4 separate regions of the Mus musculus genome follow, and regions 1, 3 and 4 are each linked to region 2. The links are chromatin contacts, called in public promoter capture Hi-C maps. All regions are on one chromosome and are shown on one strand. The core of a region is the stretch at or near the end of the contact, and the rest is flanking DNA. Distances in the headings are between cores, read along the strand shown.

The links. Promoter capture Hi-C pulls out the DNA fragments that hold promoters and counts their contacts.
Region 1: a contact with region 2 is called in a promoter capture Hi-C map of pre-B cells, with 6 times the contacts expected there. The contact joins the promoter of Elovl1 here to the promoter of Cmpk1 in region 2. A contact is called at or near these places in 1 of 39 promoter capture datasets (pre-B cells) and 3 of 484 Hi-C or Micro-C datasets (B cells, CD4 T cells and muscle stem cells).
Region 3: a contact with region 2 is called in a promoter capture Hi-C map of pre-B cells. The contact joins the promoter of Spata6 here to the promoter of Cmpk1 in region 2. A contact is called at or near these places in 4 of 39 promoter capture datasets (the C10 cell line, cranial neural crest, pre-B cells and 1 more) and 3 of 484 Hi-C or Micro-C datasets (B cells, LSK cells and pro-B cells).
Region 4: a contact with region 2 is called in a promoter capture Hi-C map of pre-B cells, with 2.4 times the contacts expected there. The contact joins the promoter of Ybx1 here to the promoter of Cmpk1 in region 2. A contact is called at or near these places in 1 of 39 promoter capture datasets (pre-B cells) and 1 of 484 Hi-C or Micro-C datasets (CD4 T cells).

Annotation. Positions count from the first base shown.
Region 1 is chr4:118,424,254-118,429,797 of GRCm38.p6, forward strand. It overlaps Elovl1 (elongation of very long chain fatty acids (FEN1/Elo2, SUR4/Elo3, yeast)-like 1), which reads left to right and starts at 3,840. Exons shown (of 8, transcript NM_019422.3): 1 at 3,840-3,962.
Region 2 is chr4:114,984,050-114,990,417 of GRCm38.p6, forward strand. Cmpk1 (cytidine monophosphate (UMP-CMP) kinase 1) reads right to left here and starts at 3,179. Exons shown (of 6, transcript NM_025647.3): 1 at 2,917-3,179. The coding sequence starts at 3,084.
Region 3 is chr4:111,715,717-111,721,884 of GRCm38.p6, forward strand. Spata6 (spermatogenesis associated 6) reads left to right here and starts at 4,294. Exons shown (of 13, transcript NM_026470.3): 1 at 4,294-4,541. The coding sequence starts at 4,491. Gm33192 (a long non-coding RNA gene) reads right to left here and starts at 5,633. Exons shown (of 2, transcript XR_376552.3): 1 at 5,501-5,633.
Region 4 is chr4:119,292,965-119,298,617 of GRCm38.p6, forward strand. Ybx1 (Y box protein 1) reads right to left here and starts at 1,549. Exons shown (of 8, transcript NM_011732.2): 1 at 1,240-1,549; 2 at 778-841. The coding sequence starts at 1,399.

The sequences.
Region 1 (5,544 bases), core at 2,590-5,089, 3.4 Mb after region 2:
TCCCACACGGTCCCATTTATGTCCACCCTCCTAACCTAAGCATCACTGGGATACAGGAGTGCTTGTATATACCTGTAGTTTTAGCACTCAGGATGCTGAGGCAGGAAAATAGAGAATCCAAGGCTAGCCTGAGCTATAAAGTGAGATCCTACCTTCAAAGTGGGTGGAGGGGGGGGCAGCACTAGGAAGATGTCTCAGTTGGTAAAGTACTTGGGGTTGATTCCTAGCACCAATAGGAAAGATAGGTGCTGCTAACTTCCACATACACTCACACACACACATTCCCGCCTCCTTTATAAAAGAAACAAAATAAAACAAAAACCCTAAACCCAAATTTCTGATGAATACCACCACCCTGCTCAGTTCCCAAGAGGTGGAGCCATCTTCTGTGCCCAGGAAGCATGCCTGATGCCTGCCATCAGTTTACCAGACTTTTATCAGTTCCTAAAACCTCTTATCTTGCTGCGACTCAGGCTCAGGGAGTGCCTCGCCTGCTGCTGAAGAGAAATAATCTTTATCAAACTCTGTAAGTGTCATCCCAACCTATCGACAGACTGCATTTCTACACATTTCAGCCTGTGACGTGTTTTCCTTAGCCAAAGCCAGTCTGTGTGTGTGTGTGTATGTGTGTGTGTGTGTGTGTGTGTGTGTGTGTGTGTGTGTGTGTGTGTGTGTGTGTTTCTGATGGGTCCCATTGTCTTTCCATACAGCCTATAAACAAGATCCCACCCTTTCCTGTTAAAAGCAACCAACCATTAGTATCAATTTAGAAGTGAGAGCCAGGCACTGAGTCTAAAAGCTTCCCCCCCCCCCCATGATTCCTGTGTGCATTCAGGGCCAGCAGTTATAAACAGAGGCTGGGGATGGTCACACATGCCTGTAATCCTAGCACTGAGGGGACAGAGGCAGGAGGATCTGGAATTTGAAAGCAGCTTGGGCTGCATAGTGAGATCTTGTCTCAAAACGCGCACACACATATACACACACACACACACACACACACACACACACACACACACACACACACACACACACACACGAGCATACAGTGGGGAGGGTTGGGGGAGGCTGGGGTGGCTCTGAGTTGGAGAGAACTCTACTTAAGAGTTTCCATCACCTACCACATCTTTTGCTTCTAGGCCATTACATTGCCTCTGTGTGTCTCAAAAGCCTCTCCCTAACTGCTAGAAAGTGTTTCTGAGTGTCAGGTATCATTTCAGAGAAGCCTTTAAGAACAACCACACACACACACACACACACACACACACACACACACACACACACACACACACACACACACACTCCCCAGAGCTGATTAGGTTCCCCATTCCCCAGAGCTTTCATAGGGAACTTCACCTACATGTGACTGTGTGTTCATTTATGTGTATGTCTGCTCTCCTGGGCTGGGTGCTTTGAAGACTCCATAGCTGTGGAGATGCCATTTGGCAGACTTGGGCTATATCGGGTATTGGAAGATGCTTTCTGTCAGGACCAAGTTAAGAATAGAGTCTTTGAGTTTGTTCACTCATATAGTCAGCCAACATTTATTGAAGCCTTGCCACAGTCATCTCTCAGTGTGGCCCAGATGAATATGCACACACTTGAAGCTTCCTGTTTGTTTGACTTTAGGACGGTGTCGTCATCTTGCCAGTGTGCTTTCACAAGGGAGATGTAGGCCCAAATCTCTCGGTAGGACTTTCAGAGCTGTTTATGGATTTGCTCGTTGTTTAGGAAAGGTTTGTTAAAGGACTACTCATTAAATCATATACAAACATGTCCTCTGTGTAATGGCCTGATTCTTACCCTGACTGTTAATATTGAGACAGAGACTGCTAAGCACTTTACACGGGCTATTGCCTTAACCTTCACAGTAAGCCTATAAGCTAGGGACCATTTGTTCTCATTTTTAGAAGGTTCCATACCTCCTAAAATATATGCACGATCACACACACATTAACTGGGACATTTAAGCTCAGAACTTCAGAGTCAGGTGTGGCCTTAGAGCTGTTTGAATACACATGAAAGCCATCAGGACCTTGGTAAGTATTGGTTAACTCAATAAACACTACTCTCAAGAGAAATATAAAGATGTACTGTTCTCTCCGGGTCTTAGTTTCTCCTTTCCTTCCATTGTCCTATGTATTTTTAACAGCAAGTCAGAAAACATGTACGGTTAACTGCATGACAGATAATAGGTCCAATTGGAGTTAAGAGATATGACTAAAATATGAACTTTTCCTGCTGAAAGGATCGTGGAGTTGGGAAAGGTGCAGAAAATACATTAGTCAGAAGCAGGAGTGGTTTACAGAGTGGAGATCTGACTGCATCTCACGATGATGAAGGCTTGAGAGTCAGAGGCAGCCCCATAGATGGATATGTTTGTATGTAAATTTGTGCACATTCATCTAACAAGTCTTAATCACACATGCAAAACACCATCCCGAACGCTCCACTGGGAGCTTTTGGATCCACCACAGATGTTCACTGGAGAGAAAGCTGCTGACATTTGATGGCTGGAGTTCAGGCTATGGCTTGAGAATGACATTTCAGGGACATGGGGGTCTAGTATACAATGATACAGAAGCTGGGTTTGGAAGTAAATTCTCTGCTGGTTGTTTTTTTTTTTTTTTTTTTTTTTTTTTTGGTCAAGAGTAGGTGCTAACAGGTAAACAGGTAATCTAAAGAATGCTGAAAACTATACTCTGGCCTTCATCTCTTATCAATGCCTAGGTAACCAAATCCACCAATTATGAACCTATTATCCTTCCTAGCCACTGCCTCTTCTAAATTCCTCAACTCTCTGCCTACTTACATCATCCAGTTGTCCAAGCTGTAATTGAGTCTTTATAGGAAAGACAGATTTCATGCCATGCAATAGTTGGACTATCTGGTGCTGGGGTGGGTGGGTGGTGGTACTGAATTGACATCTAACTCCTCCCCCACCCCTACCCCTGCAACGTTGTCTGGCTTTCCCAACCCCATCTGTTACCTCTTCAGACCAGCTGTTTTCCTCTCACCTGGTCTCTCTAGTACCTTGTACCTGGGTTATAAGTTATGTTAGTGTGGGGAGCAGAGCTTAATGTGGTTTCGCTCACTGTAGATGGCCAGTAAATGTCTGACAGATGAGATGAGCTGCCTCAAAATTCTTGTTTTCTTCTGCTTCTAGAATAAGTCAGGCAGCCTCATTTGGCCTCCAAGATCTACTACATTGAACCACAGCCAATTTCACTTGCTACCCCCACCCCCACCCCCTTTCACTACCTTGAAGGCCAGTTTAGACAGTGATTCACAGTTCTTGCCTGGGGCCACTTGTATTCTCCCATCTCCGTTCCAGGAAATCCTCTCTGTGCCTCCTAAAGCTAGGACTCATCCAAGTTTATAGGCTCTGAGAAGCATGGTGGTGGCCGACTGCTGCCTCCCGCTAAAGCCTCCCGCCACCCCAATCAGCCCTTAGTAGGCACAGCTGGCCCTCCTCTTCCAGGAAAAGCCTTGAGGGAACGGTTGAACCCTGGAAATTTCCCGTAATCATAAGCCGCGACTGTCACAAAGCAGACAGGAGATGAGTGGGTCCTCATGCTGGACTGGACAGAGGACCACGAATGGGGCCATGCAGGCTGAACCTCAAGAAGAAGCTGGGTGCGGGCCAAGCCATAGTCATCGGCGGGACAGGCTGAGAGATGCGAAGGAAGGGGTGGAGAGCTGGGGCTGGGTGTGCTTCCTGCCCCGGGATCTGGCGACCCGCCCCTGCTCCCGCCCTGGCGGCCAGGCAGGCGCTGGACGGCCCCTCCTGCCTCGGCCAGCCGCCCAATCAGCAGGCGCCCCCCGCCCGGCCCGCCCCCTCCCCCTCTGGTGACAGAAAGTCGGCCCAGCAGATGAGGAAGTGGCCGGCAGGCGGCCCTGGGGACTTCTCTCCGGCCCTGATCCCTTTGAACCCTTCACTGCTGCCCGCCTGGTTTCCACTGGTGAGTGTGTACCTTCCATGGCTCCCCACGTGCCAGCGCCCCCTGCCTGGCTGGCCAGGCTAGCCCTGCCCTGCCTGCCTTGCCCTGCCCTGCCCAGGCTGTGGGCGAGGCTGTTCCTGGGGCGAGTGGGTGGGAGGTCCCAGGCACTGGGGCTGGGCCTGCCCACAGGATCCCTCCCCGGCACCTTGGCCCCTGACCCCCATTTGCTCACACCTAGTTCTTTTTCAGCACCTCCTGGCCTTCCACCCTTTGCCCACTCCTCTCTTTTCCCTTCCTGCCCCATGCCGGTGCCCTTTTTCTTTTCCATCCATCTTAAGGGAACTGGCTCTGTTTCACTGCGGGAGGGGGGTGGTGCGCACCCGGGTTTCCCTCAAACTTAGGGAGAGATCCTCAGAAGTCTGGACTCCCTCTTGCCCTCTGGGTCACTGTGTATCTCCCGGTGTTAAGTGGTGGTGAAGGGCGAGTGAATTGGAGGAGGTGGTTGAGGGAGGAGATAAGGAACTGGCAAGCTCACGTGTGTCAGAGCACATGCCTAAGTGCTAGGCCCCACTCCAACATAAGCCACCAACCAAAGTCTAACTGTAGGAAGAAATGAGTGTCACTCACCAGAGAGCTGTGTGTGCAGAAGGGAGGTGTGGGTGAAGATGTACCCATGCCTGGTCAGCTGTATGTCCCGCGGTTAATGCAATCCCTGACAGGTGTGAAGTTTAGGAGCCTGGCATGTCCGAGTCCAGTAGGGAGGCCTGTTTGGGTGATGTGGTCAACAAGATATGCCTGGACTGTGTGTGGATGTATGCTGGCTAGCTCCTGGCGCGGTATGCATGTCTCTGGGGGTGGTTGAGAGCGGTGTGATGAAGGTACATATTACTGTGTGAGAGCGTGGATGTGGATGGTAGAACTCAAGCCCCAAGGCTGGAGATTGATGGAGAGCAGCTGGAGCACTCCGCTTGTTGGGCAATTGCCGGAGTCCTCTGGGACAAAGTCCTAGGCTCTCCTGGGTCTAGGCTAAATTTTTGTATCCCTATAAACTTTCCCTTGGCATTCCTTCCAACTTTGAGGAGGAGGGGACCTAGCCCATGAGGCTCCCTCCCAGAAGAGGGAAAGATTCCTGAGACCTCCCCCACTCTCCCACCTCCTCACATACCACTGGTGTCCTCACCCCTCCCTGGTAGGGAAGGGTGATGCCCATTCTAAAGTAGGACAAACTAAGAATTCATGGCTGGTTTGGGAGAGAATGCTGGGTGTGGATTTTTTAGCAGTTCTGGCTTTGGCCAGACGTCCTGGCCAGAAGTTTCTGGAGAACCTACAAACTTATCTGGCTGGTCAGAGGTGGTGAGGCTGGGGCTCACTTGGCTTTCTCAATTCTGGTGGGTCCTGCTCCTCTAGGCATTGACCTGTGGCCTGGACCCACCCTCCACCCCATGCCCAACGTAGCGGGGGCGGGAGGAGGGCGGGGCTGCTACAAGATCTAGTCAGACAGGTGGAGCCGCCAGGGCAGGAGTCTCAAAGAGCCAGGCTCCTGGAGTGGAAGAGAGAGAGAGGCAGAACTTGCCCCTGAGAAGAAGGGAGGAGAGAGGCTGGA
Region 2 (6,368 bases), core at 1,929-4,428:
ACAATTACTAAAGTGGAGTGTGGCTCCAGAAAAACTTCCATCTTCCCGGCAACACTCTCCCTTGCCTAACTTCAAGGGTTCTGCATCCCTGAAACCAAGGTGGACTTCTGACAGCACATAGCAGCACACACTCCAACCCTAGCACTTGGGAGGCTGAGGCAGGAGAATAGTTTGAGGCCAGCCTGAGTGAGGATAAAGAGACTACACCTCAAAACAAACAACACAACACAACTTTTGGCAGCCTGAATTGAAACACCAAAATAAGCTCTCTCCAAAGAAACATTTCTATAATCAACCACATTTCAGGTACCCTGTGAACCAAATTTGCTTTGATGACAGTTGATGAATTTAACATTAAGTTATATATTATAACATTTTCCCTAAAGGAAAAAAATTAATTTTAAGCTTGCCGTCTTTGGGGATTATGTTCACAGCTGCCTACATAATGAAATATTGAGCCAAAATGCAGACTCAAAATGGGGAAAAAATGCCTAACTTACCTGACTATAGACATCCCAGTGTTTATGTGACCAGCTAAGGAACAGTCATTGTTAAATTATACATCTGAAATAGCAGATTATCAGGTGGATGTTTATGGCAACTGGAAGCAACAACAAACAATTCAAAACAATGTATTCTAGCTGGCTTGGTGGGACAGGCCTATAATCACAGCTTTTTGACATTGAACCGAGAGAACCACAAGTTCAAGGCCTGCCTTAGTTAGAGTGAGTGCAGGGAGTACTTACTGAGAATTTTAAAGTACACGGTACAAAGAGAGATGCTCTGTCATAGAGTGCATGCCTTTCATGTGTGGGGGGCCCTGGGTTCCACTGTCAGTGCAACCAGAAAAATGAACAAACACAGAAACAAACAGCCCACAGCTTCAGCTCATGTAACTGCTCATCAAGGACTCTGTAAGTAACAGGTATTAACAGGATTAGCAACTATCATTTCACCAAGTAGAAATACCAGTCACTCAGGACAGACATTTTTCATCCAGTGGAGTAATGGGGGAATTATCAGATTGAGTACAGACATTTAAGGACATAAGTTCAGAAAAGTATTTGGATGCACTCAATATGAAAGTCATAAGCCAAGTTTTAAAATGTAATGCACCTTTAGGGGTTGGAGAGTTGGCTTAGAGGTTAAGAGCACTGACTGCTCTTCCAGAGGTCCTGAGTTCAATTCCCAGCAACCACATGGTGGCTCACAACCGTCTGTAATGGGATCCAATGCCCATTTCTGGTGTGTGAAGAGAATGACAGTGTACTCTCTTTAAAAAAAAAAAAAAGTAATCCACCTTTAAAATAAAAATGACCAGTTGCAGATAGTTATCTTATACCCAACCTGCTGTTCCTTGCAGTACATTAAATCAACCTGGTGTCTTTCTAAAAATAAATTAAATGACCAATATAATAAAACCAGGAAGCTTAAACATTTGCATCTATGTGCAGGTGTGAGACCTCATTTAGCAGTCACAGATACAAAACAAGACATTTCATTTCTATTTTCTCCCTTCTTACAAAGTAACTTAGGCTAAAAGTAACTTCTCTGGGGCTAGGAAAAACAATAGCAATCTCTGGGGCTAGGAAAAACAATAGCAGGGTCAGGTCTTGAACTGCTTACCTGTTTTGACTCACTCCCTCCTTTACCATGCTATCTATATTTTAATCATTTTACTTATAAACTGAAACCATCCACTTGTCATTTGGCTTTCTAATAGATAAAACAAACAGAAGTAAAAATAAGGAGAAAAATTCTATGTGCTTTGTGATTAAACTGATTTTCCAAAGTTATCTGTAATTCTAGACATAACTGTAAAACACACAACTTTTAGACCACATTACTTTATTTATCTGTGGTTGTTCTTTAGAGAATAGACTATAGGGCAGGAGCTGAATATATGAACGTGGAAAAAAATACAAAGCAAATATAGGCCACGGCTTATAGGAAAAGAAGAAATTATCAAGTTCTGGGTCAAAACCTTTTATCAAGCACTCAATTTAAAGGTGAATGTTGGGTGTTTTTCCCCAACCCTGCCATTTCTTTCTGATTGTCTTGTTTTCCTTTAAAACACTGCCCAAGACAGTCCATTAAGCCTTCCTCACCGCATCATTACAGCTCATAGGGGCTAGAAAAAACAAGACAGTCCATCACTACAGCTAACACGGGCTAGAACCCATACCTGCTTGAGTTTAAAGTCTTTGCCTCTCTCCGTGTACATGCCACCCCTGACCTCAAATACTAAAAGAATGGAACTGGTAAACTTATGTCAAAACTTTAATTGTATTTAGTTATTTGTGTGGGCAAACCCTTGAGCTCTAGAGTGAACATCATAGGACAACTCGCGGGAGTGGGGTTGTGGTTCTCTGTGGGTCTCAGGGATGGAACGTGGTGGTAGGCGCCCTTACCCGTTCAGCCATCTCTGCAGTCCTAAAGCAAACATTATTTAAAAAATGATAAGAGGATTTTATAGTTGGGTGGTGTTTTACTTTCTCGGAGAGCAGAGTTTTTTATTTGCTTAGACAACTGAGGTTCACTGAGAGTGAGTGACTCACTCGCCCAAGGAAAAGGGCGTGAGTTGTCAGCTGGGCCAAAGGTTAGCGCCTGGGCTCTCACAAATCCGGCACTTTAACTACCACAAGATCCGGGTCGGGTTCCTCGAGGCCGGTTAGCCGGAGACTGACAGCCAGAGATGTAGCGAGAAGACCCGGATCCCAGGAGTGGAAGCAAGGGCGCGCGGAAACAAAGCACTCGTAGACTCGACGCCCCTCGGCCCGGGCGCGCGGTGGCCGTCGGGACTCGTAGTCCGCTCCCCACAGCGAGGGGCGCGGCCGCCAACGCGGCTGCTCCCTCCGGCCCCGGCCCGCTCCGCTCAGCCCGGGAGCTCTCCGTCGCCCTCCCGCACGGCCTCACCTCGACAATGCGCGCGCACTGGGTCCCCTTGCCCGCACCGGGCCCGCCCAAAACGAACACGACCAACGGCTTCATGAGGTGGAGAGGGAAGAGCCGCAGTGTGCGGGTCAGCGGCGGGCAGCTCGGGACCAGGACGTGCGGGAGCAGCCGACGACAGCTGCTCAGCATACAACGCGCTTCTGACAGCGGCCGGCGCGGCGGCGCGGGCGGGGCGGCAGGGAGGGGGCGGGCAGAGCGGGCGCCGGGGCCCCGCCGCCAGCTGCCGGCCGCCGTGACAGGAAGGGGCGGGGCCTCCGTGCGCTGCGCCAGCTTCCGCTCGCGGTTCCGGTTCTTCCTAACGTGGCTGGAGACCCAAGGCATTTCAGTTTCAGAACCTGGATTGACGTTTAGGCAGACCAGTGGTTCAATCTCCCGGGTTTCCCTTTCCCAAGAGAAGCGGCCTAACCGAAGAGGCAAGCACAGGAGTCAGTAGGAACAACGGCATTGTTGGGAAGGAAACCAAAGGAAAATGAGAACAGTTTGAGGTTTGCAAAGAAGGCCTCTAAAGAGGTGACCTTGGAACCAAGACTTGAGGACTGAAAAGAGCAGAGACTTGGATGCAGTGACCCGCCAAGAGAGAAGGGCATGTTAGAAGGTTAGGGCTGGATAAGTGGAATGGAAAGTCATTAATGGAGAGTTGAGTCGGTTATGGAAAAGCACTTAGGTTATATTCTAACCGCAGGGAAAGACTTTAAGCTTAGCTCTGTTACCCTGACTCGGGCCATTAGGGAAAACTCTGAAGAGAGAAGAAAAAGAGTGAAAACTGAGCCTGGATGAACACAAACCTTTGAAAATTGGAGTCGGCAGTGGTAGCATTTTCATGGAGTTTTTTATAGTAACAGAACAAAGCTATGAATCATGGCAATTTTTTTTTCAGATAACTTGGTAGAGATGGTTTCTAGCAAAGCTGGTACTGTTATTGGCCCCAGATGCCAAATGATGACGAGAGGGATGAGACAAGCTGATCCAAAGGTAGTGAGTTATCTCAATGGATGGTTCACAATCAGTTACAGATTAAACTTCCTTCCTCCTCACTGCTGCACTTGACTAGAGATAGAGTAAGACAAAGCCCACCTACCTCAGAACTCCCCCAGTGTGCTTTAAATTGGGCCTGCAAGCTCACTTCTCGGTCTTTCTTGGTAATGGGAGACCCCAGCATGCTGAACTTCTGCAAAATAAAACACTCTTTGTATTTACATACTTTTTGAATCCAGGGTGTCATTCTTTGAAAAGTCATGGACCCTTACAATCACATTCTTAGCCTTTGGGTTTGGAAGCTAGGATTCTGTTTGTATGTTACAAATGGACTTACCTAATAGTCACAAGAATGTTAGGTCACATAGAGGTGAACAATAAATGGTTGATTGGGGGCTAAGATAGATAATTTGGCTTTGGACCTACAATATTCCAGCTCCCCAAATAAGAAACCTGAAGTCAAAGGCTGAAGCAGGAAGATGATAGGTTTGAAGCCTGACTGTATTCCCAGCACTTGGGAGGCAAAGGCAGATGGAACTCTGTGAACTCAAGACCACCCTCATCTGGTTTACACTTTTAAGGTCCAGACCAGCCAGAGCTACATAGACTCCCATCTCCAAAACAATAATGAAACCCAAACAGCTCGATACAAAATTATATTTGCAGCAGCTGGTAGGTGGAGGTATGAAAAGAAGTATTTCACAGCCAGCTTCAACTACATAGCAAGTTCCAAGTCAGCTTGGGCTACATGAGACCCTGCTTAAAACAAAAAACAAACAAACAAAAAAATTTCAAAGCCAAAATAGGCCCAAGAATATTTAGCAATAAGAAGCAAGGAGCTTCCAGGTTTGTGTTTTTGTGCATGGAAAAACAGAGCACTTGAGACTTGAAAGAAACAAAACTAGTCCTGACTCTCTGTATTACCAACAGAAAGTAAGTGCCTTGTCTGGGGCATTGCCCCACTTTTGTACAGATATTAAAGCAGAGAGGATGGAGCGTGTACCAAGAGTACACAGGCCTTTCTTTAAGTCTTACTGCTAATTAGTCACTCTGGCCTTAGAAAACTACTAAAAATCCTTGCACTTTAAACTGGGACAAAAGTAAAATGAAAACTTGTCTAAGACCATCAAGAAGGAGTGGATAGTTGGGGGTGATGGTACACACCTTTAAAACCAGCACTCTGGAGGTAGAGGCAGTCGGATCTCTGATCTACAGAGCAGGTTCCAGGGTATCCAGAACTACACACAGAAACCCTATCTTGAAAGGAAAACAAATAAACAGAAAAAGCCCAAATGGACTCAATTCTTAAGATTGCAGGTTTTAGTTTGCTGACCACCTATGACCTAGAACACCTGATGGTAAATTTCAGTCCAAGCTCAGAAGGTTCCAACCCCCCTGCTAGGACACTAGCATATGAGAATAAGGAGAACCAGTCATACTAGGAAGAGGTGGCAGGAATATGAGACAGGCCATTCTAGAGCTAGGCATGGTGAGCATGCCTATAATCCCAGTACTAAGGTAGAGACAGCTTATGTGTGAATCCTAAAGGCTTACAAAATGGCCTTGTGGATAAATGTACTTAGCTGTGCAGGCCTGACGATCTGAATTCATTCCCTGTGGAACCCTTATAGCCCTGGCTGGCCTAGAACTTGCTATGTAGATTAGGCTGATCTCTGCCTGGCTCTGGCTCTGGACAGAGATTGCCCTTTTTTTTTTTTAATTTTTTTTATTACATATTTTCCTCAATTACATTTCCAATGCTATCCCAAAAGTCCCCCATACCCTCCCCCCTACTCCCCTACCCACCCATTCCCACTTTTTGGCCCTGGCGTTCCTCTGTACTGGGGCATATAAAGTTTGCATGTCCAATGGGCCTCTCTTTCCAGTGATGGCCGACTAGGCCATCTTTTGATACATATGCAGCTAGAGTCAAGAGCTCCGGGGTACTGGTTAGTTCATAATGTTGTTGCACCTACAGGGTTGCAGATCTCTTTAGCTCCTTGGGTACTTTCTCTAGCTCCTCCATTGGGGGCCCTGTGATCCATCCAATAGCTGACTGTGAGCATCCACTTCTGTGTTTGCTAGGCCCCAGCCTAGTCTCACAAGAGACAGCTATATCAGAGATTGCCTTTTTAAAAGAAAGTTATTTAGGGCCAGTTAGTGCTTCAGCAAGTTAAGCCACATGCTGCCAAACCTGGAGACCTGAGATCTATCTCTGGAGCCCACACAGTAGAAACATATACAATGAAGAAAAGTCTTAGAGGATTTAAAATAGAAATTAAAAGATCATATCAAAGTAAACGTGCCTTACTTCCTTTTGTGCATACATAAAAGATGGTGATCACTGCTGGGCGTGGTGGCGCACGCCTTTAATCCCAGAACTCGGGAGGCAGAGGCAGGCAGATTTCTGAGTTCGAGGCCAGCCTGGTCTACAAAGT
Region 3 (6,168 bases), core at 3,044-5,543, 3.3 Mb before region 2:
GCCAGCAGCAGCAGCCTCGTCATTGCTGTCAGCAGCAACACCTATCAGTTGCATCAGCACTGACCCTCATTGGCTGCCTGCCTCAGTTTACCCTTCGGTGTCAAAGCTAGTCTTTGGCATGTATTAGTATCAATACAAATATATTAATTACCTGAAATAGCAAGACAGCTTAATTTGTTACAATCAAAATTCCAACTGGACTATCCGAGGAACTCAATATAATTAGTCTACAATAAAAAGAAATAACGAAAGCCAGACATCAGGAAGCCGGAGCAGTGAAGTTGCAGACCCACCCAGGGTAGAGATTGGATCTGACAGGACCTGGGCTGCTCCTAACCTTGTTCAGAGGTGCTTCTTTTTTCAGTGGGTTGCTGTCAATGCAGAGACATATGCATGGTCAACATGCTCAGAAGAAGAAGTGGAATGTTCAGTCTTAAATGGGACATCTTTATTACATACACCCTCCTCCAAGGATCAGGGAACATTGTGTAAGAGAAAGCAGAAAAAAAATGTAAGGGGCTGATGTTAGGGAGGAGTGCTGTGAATGGCTGTTTTCAGGACAAGACATGGCTGCCACATTCATTAGCTCACAACAGCGTTGGGTAGCAAGAAAAGTCCTAATCAGACAAACTTTCCTTACAGATGAGCTGTTGATTTCCAAGGCCACATGTCTTCCTAATGGGTTATTAGCAGCTCATAGCTGCTGGAAAAGGTAGTATCATTCTTCTCCAAGAACATGGCTACTAGTAGGGTTCCTGGGATCCAAGGTTTCTCCCCACACCCATCCATATCTGGTACTTATTGGGTTAGTGACTTAAAGCAAGCAAATAAAATGGAGTCATGAAGCTAGTCAGGAGAGGGGGGATATGGAAGGAGTTTTGGGGAGAAGTTGGGATGTATATGATCATTGCATACATGTGTGAGTTTCTCAAAGAATAAAAACACATTAGAAAATAGAACAACCAATAATACATTTTAATAAATATTGCTTAAGCCTTGTGAATAAATAATAATACTTTTGATTTAAAATAGAGTAAATAATATATTTAATTTATAAAAATAAACCCACCACAAAAGAAACCAGAGTAATAAGTCAGTATGGTGCTTTAAAGAATAACAAGTGTGACGCTGCAACATAATATGAAACTTGAAGTTCAAACTTGAGTAGTTAATATATGACAAGGTGGTTCCACCAAGTATGAGGGAATACTGAACATTTAGTAGACCCTGTCAGGTAACGTAATTTAGTCTGGTTAGGGAAGAAACTGGATCATGGCTTACTTTAATATCATGTACAAGAAACAAGTCTTGATTTACTCAGTATTAAAATGTGAAAGTAAAACTATAATGTTCGTGGGAAAAACATATTATATTTAAAAAGAAACCCCAAGACTGTTGTTTTCTTAAAATGTGAGGAGCTCAAATACCAACTGTGATTGTGAAAGAAAAAACACACAGGCTCATATGTTTGTATACTTGGTAACCAGTTAGTGGAACTGTTTGGGAAAAATTAGAAGGCATGGCCTTGTTGGAGGAGGTGTGTTCTGGCGGTAGACTTTGGAGTTTTAAAAGATTTGTGCCATTTCTTCTTTACCTGTCTTTGTCTTTCTGTTTCTGTCTCTCTCTCTCTGTCCTACCTGAGGATCAAGATATAAGCTCTCACCTGCTCCTGTTGCCATGCCTTTGCTCCACCATCATAGACTTTAAGCCTCTGAAACCATAAGACCCAATTAAACACTCTCTTTTATACACTGCCTTGGTCATGGCGTTTTATCACAGCAATTGAACATTAACTAAGAGACACAGATATAAGACAAAAATGACTGCTGATTGGTAATAATGAATTTAGATGTTTCTTTTTCCCATTAATTAAGAAATCTGGGCAACACTTATAATTCTTTGACAAAGAGATTTTTGCAATGCCCCAAATGGAATTTATTAATTAATCAGATACACAGGGTTACTATCAGAAAAATGACCCCATTTTCAAAATAGTAATTTACACTAAATATAGAAGAAATTCTTGTACTCATTAAACCATGTGCTATGAGTGCTCACTAGTAACCTGACAAAATCAAAAGCAAGATGGTATTGTCCATGTTGGGGCAACTAAGAGAGCTCAATAATGCAATGTTGGGAGGAATGTGGAGCTGTGACCTTCAGATGTCAGTGGAATGATTTGTTTACACTTGAATACACGCACATAAACATATTTGTACATGTAAAATTGAGGTTGTCTTCTTCCTCCCAACCTCATGCTCCTAATAATAAGACTTAGACTCAAATATATTTACAAACACCTTGGCCATATACTCTTCTTTGACTAGATCATAACTAAAATGACCAAATATTTTAACCTACATTGTGCCACATGGCTGGTTATCTGTGCTCAGGTACATGTGTACATTTTATCACATCTTCTCGGGTAAATCTTCTGGCACCTTGCTCTATCCCAGAATCCTTTCTGCCTTCTGAATGTTCCACCTTCTATGTCCTGCCTAAGCCATAGGTCATAGGTTTTTAAATTGAGTCGATGCATCCATACAATACACAAGATATTCTCTCTACATGCACATGAGAAATTAGAGATCAAGCACAAAGGAAGAAGTATATTTGCAACACAGAGCCCAGACAAAATGATTATCCGAACACATAAAATTAAAAGGAAAACAAAGAGAGAAACAATCGAATCAAAATGGTTATTGTAGCTATGAGGCTGTTTCCAGAGAGTGGATTGCTAATGAAACCCTGCAAAGGCACTCAAGCTCAGCAGTAGTCAGAGATGCAAGACTAAAGCATGACGATGAACAGAAATACAGAGACTAAAAGTGCAAACATCCATGGTGCAAAAAGTGGAAAAAAAAGCAGTCATATTTTTCTTGATGAAGCAGGAATTGGTGCAGCTTTGGAAGATGTTGCGTATTACTCTAAAGACCCCACATGTGCAAAGCCTGCACAGGCTTTCCAACTCAATACATACACATATATTAACAGACATATTCTAAAGGTTTAAAAATTATTTATCTCTGTGTTTCCATGTATACATACACATAAGTCTATCAGGATACCAGAAGTCACACCAAATCCCCTGTAGCTGGAGTTACAGGTAGCTGTAAGCTGCCCAACGTGGGTACTGGAAATTGAACTCTAGTCCTCTGGAACAGCGTGCTTTCAATTGCTGAACTACCTCTCAGTTGCTAACATATTTCAGAACCTTCATAACAGTATTGTTAATGAAAGCTAAAATATGAACGATACAAGTGCTCATCAAAAGTACATAGGATAAAGAATGTACACATAAGTCGTTGTATATTTCTGTATCATAAGGAGATAAACAAATCACAGAATATATAAGTATTAAATCTATTTAACATAAAAAAGACAAATTGAGCAGAATGTAGTTTGGAAATGCATAGAAGACTTACAGTAATGGAGGTCATTGCAGGGTTTACTATCAGGGAAAAGTTGGTAAGGCAATGCTCAAGGCATTTTCTTTTTCTTTTTCTTTTCTTTTCTTTTTTTTTTTTTTTTTTTTTTTTTTGGCTCAGTAACATCCTGTTTCTCAACTGGGTGATAAAATCACAGGTACTTTCCTCTCCATTGTTAGAATGTGCTCTAAAGTTAATGTATTAAAATTAACTTTAACATGGACTTTAACTCGACAGTTTGTTAGGTTCTTTTTATCTTTGAAGGTCTATGGCTAGGCTCCTCTATTCTGTGAGTCTGTTATTGAGAGTTCAGCCTGGGCAACAGGCATTGAGATTTGCGTAGTGGTGAACTAGACAGGAAATCCTGAAAGGAAATAGGGGCACACTGACAGAGAATCACAAAACAAGTGACTAATAAGAGGACCATAATAGTGATTCCAGAAGGCGTCTGGGATTTTACTTGAGAGATCCTGGGTTCCAGCCCTGTTTTGCCTTTGTCTTGGGCGATATTTTCCTATTTCTTATATTGGTTTTGTAAATTGTATCATAAAATACAAACTCAAGGAAGATTACTAATTATAGGATAGTTAGGAAAACTGAAACTACAGGTGTCAGCCTGTAGTTTCAGTTTTCCTAACTGAATTTGCTCATGAAACCCAGGGTTCTCAGTTCTGGGTTGAGGCCCACAGCACAGCTAGCTGTTCCCTTTCCTATGATTTGCACTCATAACTTTACGTCACAGAAGAGCCGCTCAGCCCCACCCACTGAAGCCCCTCCCACCACAATCCGGGCCCCGCCCACTGCCTCTTGCTCCGTAGTGTCCGGCCTTGGCGTGGCTCTTCCGGCCCCGCCCCTCCAGGCTGCCATGACAACGAGTCCGCGCCCCGCGCTCAGCTGCTGTTCGGGCGGGACCCAGGCTGGACCGCGGGCCCCGGCCTGGGGGCCACAGCTGCCACCTCCGCCGCCACCTCATCTCCTCCCTGTCCCTCGTCCCGCCCCGCGTCTTCCCGCCGTAGTCGGGCCGGAGGCCGGGGTCCCTCCCCGCCGCCCTACCCTGCGCGGATGCCGAAGGTGAAGGCGCTGCAATGCGCCCTGGCGCTGGAGATCCGCTCTGTGAGTACCGGCCCTGTCCCGCCTCAGCCTCCAAGTCCGCTGCCCGCCCCCGGCCCTGGGGGACTCCTGGAAATCTCCAGTGCTTTCCCACTCCAGCCTCTCGGGGGCCTCACCCCAACTTCCAGTTGGAGTGCTTTTGGATCTCTTCCTCACCACTTCGGAGTTCCGCTCCTGGGGCAGTAGTTCCTTTGAATTCTGCTTTACTCTTTTGGTGAGGAACTCCTGAACCCTTGCTCCAGTCTGGGGTGTGTAGCATTTCCGCTTTCAGATCCTTCCCCTAGCTTCCAGTTAAAGTAGGAACGCCTTTTCAGTCATGGTGGAGTCCCTAACTCCAAAAACAACTTACTTGTGACGTCATTGCACCAAGTTTTCTTAGTTTCTCCTCTCAGAATAAACCCAACTCCTCAGAAGCCACTTCAGCTCTTCCCTCCAGTACCCAAACACTCCAGACTTTGCATCCTTCCAATCCTCCCAAGAAAGACCTGGTCAGCTTTTCGGACAACTACTGCTTGGAGCTTGTAACTCCACTCATCTACTCTCAATTCAGGGGACTCTGTCCAGCCTCCTTCAGTAAATCTAGTTGAGGTGGGGAGCCCCTCCTGCCATCCAGTGAGGGGCTGAGGTCTTTCCGGGTGTTGAGAAGCCCCAACTCCCTTTGATAACTGCAGTCTCCTTCAGAGATTTTTGAAGTCCTTCAGTGTCATTCCCAAGAGACCCCCTTTCTCCCCTTAGAGGAGAGGCATTCTAGGAGAACCTCTTCAATTTCTTATTCTGCTGCTTTTCACGCCTTTATCCTTGAAATGCCCTCATTAAGACTCAGCCTACTTGTTGGTATCACTGCATAAGTAGGGATAACAGTACATATTCCCTGTCATTTTCTGGGCCTGCCCCAAGGGGCTCTCTGGCATTACCACCCCCACCCCTGTTGGCCTCCAAACTAAGCTTTTCTCTGCACTTACCCCACGCTTGCTGCACTCACTTCTTTCTGGCCTTCATTTCCTCTCCTTGTGGCTGCAGCAGCCCTGAACTTAAACCAGCATAGAAGTCACAAAATTCTTTCAAGTCTTTTGTTCAGTCTTAAGGAGAAGCTTGGGTGGGGGCAGGGAGCTGCAGGGGCGGAGAGCTAGCAAGTTTCTGGGACTTATGTTTAAGAGGCAGGAATTTTTATTCAGAAACTATACTGTCCCTAGTCCTTAGTGCTTGCATCACAAGTTGACTTTCTGGGAATGCTTTTTTGCAAAGTAAGATTAGTTTACCAAAATAATGCATAATGATTTCTAAATATGCCAAACTCAGAGCAGTGAGTAAAAAATGAACTCCAGTCCATAACTTTGTCATTGGCTGCTGCTTCCTCTCTTTGTAACCAATGGATTAGCAGCCTGACAGACTGCAGTTGCCTAGCAGGCTGGCTGCCCTGGTCGCCAATCCTTTGCTAAGAGGAAGTACTCTGTTGTGATTATAGCCCAAGGGAGTCAGAGACAGTTTATTTCACTATGCTGCTTTCTTAATATACAGTTTACTGAAGAAAATGGATAGCTGTATCGCCAAGGTATCCTGGTGCAAATATTCCTACTTTTATAAACATTTGACTTACAATATTTTATAGTTCCTCAAATCTTCCAATACA
Region 4 (5,653 bases), core at 299-2,798, 4.3 Mb after region 2:
ACAAGGGAGCCCAGAGTGCAGGCAGCGCCTGCACTTACCACCGCCGTCTACAAACCCTTCTCTGGATCTATGAAGGTATAGTTTACAACTCTAAGCCAAATACAACGAAGGCTAAGTTCCCAAGGACTTATGGCCACTCCAGCAAGCTATAACAAAAATTGATTTGATCAGCATGATTCCCTGACAAGGAAGTAAGAGAAATAAAAAATGAGGAAGAACCATTTCCTTTCAGATACGTTACTCGTCGTTTGGACAAATAAGAAGAGCCCTCTTTGGCTACAGAAGGTCTATAGGAAAAATGTGCTCGAGGTACTAAATGGACTGAATATTCGAGTAGTCTAAACAAAGGCAACATAACCTTACAGTACAGATAACATCTCAGGCAACTGACATGTCAAATCCCGTTCCCCGAGAGGTTAACAAGGTGAAAGATCACCTGTATGTTAATTAGCGGGTCACATTCTTACATAGCAATTTCAAAGCAGAAAGGGATGTCAAGGTTAAAAGCGTGCTTAGCCTGGAGTTGCCTCAGTTTGATGCAAGGTAACTGTTAAGGCATGGCTCATGCGACGCGCCTGCCTTGACCTGCTTTGTGCCAAAGCTTTTTGAGGCTAGCTCAAGATCGGTACTTAACAGCAACACAAAGCGAGTCTACAGACCCGCTAATCCCGTCACCCAAGGAAGAAACACAGGGTCCCAATCCCCCACCCTGTCATGCCCGCGGTGGCTCTGGCCCATGCAGGAGGCGGACGCGAGCTTTCCACCCCGGCATCTCACCTGTTGATGAAACCGTATCCGTTCCTTACATTGAACCATTTGACTGTTCCCAAAACCTTCGTTGCTGGAAAACAAAGCACAACAACGTCCAATCACCGGCTGGCCCTGGAAGTCGGTCCAGGATCTAGCCGCAGGCCCGGGCCGCCGCCCTCGCCGCACACGTGGGTGCGCCGGGTAGCGCGGGTCCGAGGTGGGTGTGCGCCCGGGAGGCGAGCACGTGAGGGCCGGGGAAGCAGCCCGCGCTCCTCCGGCTGCGTAGGCGGCGGGGCGGGGACCCCAGCACGAGGCCCCGGGGCGGGTGGGCGCGGGGGAGGGGCGGCGGCGGCCGGAGCAGCGGCGGGATCCCGGTGTGCGCGCGCCGCGGGCCTCGGGGGGGAGGGGCGGCCGCGTAGTCCGTGGCTCGGGCCGCGTCGCCTAACGGTCCGGCCCGCGGCCCCATCCCCGGTCCCTTCTGGCGCTCACCGATGACCTTCTTGTCCCCGCCGGCGGGCGCCGCCGATGTGAGGCCACCCGGGCCGCCACTACCCGCGCCGCTGCCCGTGGAGCCGGGCTTGGTGTCGGCGGCGCTGAGGGCGGCGGCGGGGGCGGCGGGCGGCTGCTGGGTCTCGGCCTCGCTGCTCATGGTTGCGGTGATGGTGACTGGGGCCGGCGGCGACGGCTGCGGCTCCTCCCGGGTGTGATGGTGACTAGGCCGGCGGCGGCGGTGGGGCTCTCAGGGCTCTCTGGGGTCCGCTCTCCGCTCCCGCTACCGATCGAACTAGCGAGAATGGCGGGACGGGCGGGATAAGCCCCGCGATAGACCCGCCCTCGTCCTCCCCCATTGGTCCGCATCGTTGTCCATCTCACCACCTGACCGGGTCTCTAGCGCCTATTGGCTCACGCTCCGCGGCTCCTGCGCTCTCATTGGTATCTTTAGCGACTAATTCGCCCGACCCACAGCTTCTCAGGCCTCCGCCGCCATAGAGACCGGAACTAGAATGAGAGCCTCGGCCGTGAGCACCATAGAGTACCGGGAGGACGCGCAGAGGGAACGTTCCCAGATGGGGCTGCGCTCGTCGCGCACGTGGGCCGCGATCGCCGGGCCTACTCCGGCCTCCTAGAAGGGGCTCCTTCCCACGGCTGGGTGAACGCCGGGGCCTCCTTAATGGGTCAGGCTTTTGGTGATCCAGTCACCTTGGAGGGACCACGCAGGCGCTGGAGCTGCCACGACTCAGCGTGTTCAGGGCGGGGGTGATCGTTTCCCCCGGCGTCCGAGGAAATGTATTTCATACTGGCCACAAATCAGATTTAATTTCGCCTCACATTTATTGGATGTTAGGGTTTTTGACTTTATAAACTAAGCACTGTAGACAAGGATTGCTATCCTTGTTTTTATACACTGTAAAACACACGCTGCCTTCTTTCTGAAGCCCTCCGCCTACCTTCATTCATTCTTTATTACGCATCTACTATTGACTGGGGATTGAAGTAGTTTGCCAGTTAGTTTCTGCTTTCTGATGGTGGAATTTTAAACGCCCACCACTTCTTGGTTGGGTGAGCACAGCGTTTGGGGAGTGGGAGCAGGAAGAGTTGGGTGGTGACATTTCAGGCAAAGGTAGGTTTGTGCAAAGGCCTAGAAAAGATAGGGTCTCACGGAGACTGCAAATAAAGGAAACCAATCGAAGTAGGAATCAGAGGTGGGCAGAGGTGTTTTTAACCTGAGATTCTTCCCCTGATCACCGGTGAGCAGTGTAGCTTTCGCGGTGTAAGTAAGGAGTAGCATCGTTAAAGAAAGAAAAGGCTGCTGCTTGGAGAAGGGGCTGCAGAGAGAGAAGGGATGGGAGTGGGGGAAACAAGAGGACCTGAGATGGCTCTGTGTGTAAAGGCACTTGGCCAAACCTGAGTTCTTGCCTTCAGCTCCACATAATGGAAAGAGAAAGATAGCCTCTTCCTGTAAGCTGTAGCTTGACCTCCCCACGAGCACTGTGGCATACTCCTAGCTCCCAGTAAATAAAAGCATGAACTAGAAATACAAAAAGAACGCTAAATCCGACGGGCTGTGGTGGCGCTCGCCTTTAATTCCAGCACTTGGCAGGCAGAGGCAGGCGGATTTCTGAGTTCGAGGCCAGGCTAGTCTGCAAAGTGAGTTCAGGGACAGCCAGGAGAAACCCTGTCTCATTCCCCCCCCCACCACCACCACCACCACCAAGACCAGGGCTGGAGAGATGGCTCTGTGGAGATGGCTCTGTGGCTCTGTGGTTAGATCACTTGCAGTCCTGATGTTAAGACTGGAGTTTAGATACCCAGAATAAATGCTGAGTGGGCATGGCAGCCCTCTCTTGGGATTTCAGCCTGGATCCCCAGAACAAGCTCGCCTGCAATACTACTATCATCCAGCCTTGGGTTTGATTGAGAGACTGCCTCCATGAATAAGGTGGAATAGCAAAGGGAAACAATTCTGGACATCAGCCTTGGGCGTCCACACACACGCACACACACACATGAATGTGCGTGTGCACACCATATACAAGAAATGTGGAAAGAAAAAAAATTTTTTTTCCGAGACAGGGTTTCTCTGTGCAGCCCTGGCTGTCCTGGAACTCAGTCTGTAGACCAGGCTGGCCTTAAACTCAGAAATCCGCCTGCCTCTGCCTCCCAAGTGCTGGGATGAAAGGCCTGCGCCACCATGCCCAGCTGAAAGGAATAAACGTTAACTGCTGTGGAGAGATAGTAGCAATTCTGTCCAATCTGTCTTTGCTGCTTAGGAGTGTTCTATGTCCTCATCTGTCTGCCCTCTTGCTTTGAAGGTGAAGCATTAGGATGCACTGATGCAAGCACCTTTAATCCCAGCATACAGAAGGCAGAGGCAGGTGGATCACTTAGTTCCAGGACAACCTGGTCTACAGAGTGCCAGGACAACCAGGGCTACACAGAGAAATCATCTCAGAAAAAAAGAAACAACAAAAAAATCACCCCAGGATGGACAGGCCCTCCCCCAACACCAGGCGAATCTCCTCACAATTCTGGTTTTTGCTTTTAAGGAATGCAAGGTAATAAATCCCAGGAATGTCCTTTGCAAAAAAGCTTCTCCTTTGTCCCCCTCTCCTCAGGCTCAGCTTTGGAAACACACCCTGACGCACCCTGGCATCCTCCCTAACCCCGATCAATACATGAGCATTTTCATCACAGTCCAAGGTGTAGGTTTTTTGAGACAAGAGTCTCACTGTGTAGCTCTGGGTGGCCTGGAACTATGCAGACCAGCTGTCTTCAAACTCAGAGACACACTTGCCTCTGCTTCCCAAGTGCCTGGTGCCTTCAAAATTTTAGTATTTTTGTGTATATGGTGTGCATGTGTATATGGTGTGCCTGTGTTTCTGTGTGTGGGTCCCAGATGTCGGTCCTCACTTTCCTGATGCTGAGACAGCTTCTCTCATGCTGCATATTTCAGGTTAGCTGGCTGGCACGCTTCCCTGAATTCTGTTTCAGCTTCCCATCTTGCTGCTCATGCACTGGGATTATAAACACATCTGGCTCTTAGATGGGTTCTAGGGAGCTCAACTGACACCATCATACTTGTCCAGGAAGCTGTTATTGGAGGAGTGAGCCATCACCCCTGCCCCTGAAAAGCCCCACCTGTTCCAAGTTTTCTATTCTACCTGAACATCTGGTTCATGTAACACATATCTACTAGATATTAGATGCTTAGTTTTTCCAGATGTTAGGACGCAGCAGTTAAACAAAAATCCCACTAAAACTAAAGGCAGCAGACCACACTTCCTGCCTTGACCACCTGCCTGTCTCCTGTCACAGGCATGGGCCACATCTTACTCTTCTTACTGCTTCAGCGGAGACTGGCAGGGCAGCTGTACCAGGTGTCAGTGAGCTCAGCTGCACAGCCCATCACAAGAATACCAGATTGGCACAGCTGTTCCATCTTTCCCATCTCATGACAATTCTACTTTGTCCAGTCACTCACAGCCCTCTGCTTAGCATGAGGATTTCTTATGCTCTCTGAAGTCTTGTTTACATAGCTACAGGAAGTTACTTAGGGCCTTTTTGTATTTCTTTTGTTGTTGTTTTGTTTTGTTTTGTTTTGTTTTGAGACAGGGTTTCTCTGTGTAGCCCTGGCTGTCCTGGAACTCACTCTGTAGACCAGGCTGGCTTTGAACTCAGAAATCCACCTGCCTCTGCCTCTGGAGTACTGGGATTAAAGGCATGCACCACCACGCCCTGCTTGCCTGTTTGTATTTCACCAGCCTGGTACAAAGAAAGGGCCCTGTAAGACAGGTTCTGGGGCTGGAGAGATGGCTCAGCAGTTAAGAGCACTGAGTGCTCTTCCGGAGGTCCTGAGTTCCTGAGTTCAGTTCCCAGCAATCATAGGGTGGCTCACAACCACCTCTAATGGGATCTGATGCCATTTTCTGGTGTGTCTGAAGATAGCTAGCTACAGTGTATTCATATACATAAAATAAATACATTGTTTTTTTTTATTTTTTGTTTTTGTTTTTTTTAAAGACAGGTTCTGTTCTAGAATTTGACCTGGTTCATCTGCCTATATAGTTGAGTAATCTCTGACCATGAGATGGAAGAAAAAAGACAGGAGAGGCATGGTGGCACATGGCTGTAATCCTGGCAAGTAGGAAGAGGCAGGAAGCTCCAGCCTGGTCTATGTAGTGAGTTCCAAGCTACTCATGGCTACATAGCAGACCCAGACCCCATCCTTCCAAAATATAGACACGAGTACAATAAATACCTCATGAAAGTCTCATCATACAGCTTTCTTTTTGTATGTGTGCTTTTGAGACAGTGTCTTGCTACATAGCCCTGGCTTTCTAGGAATTGAGGTTGTTCGTGGAAAGTCACAGAGATCTGCCTCAAAGGCATGCACCACCACGAC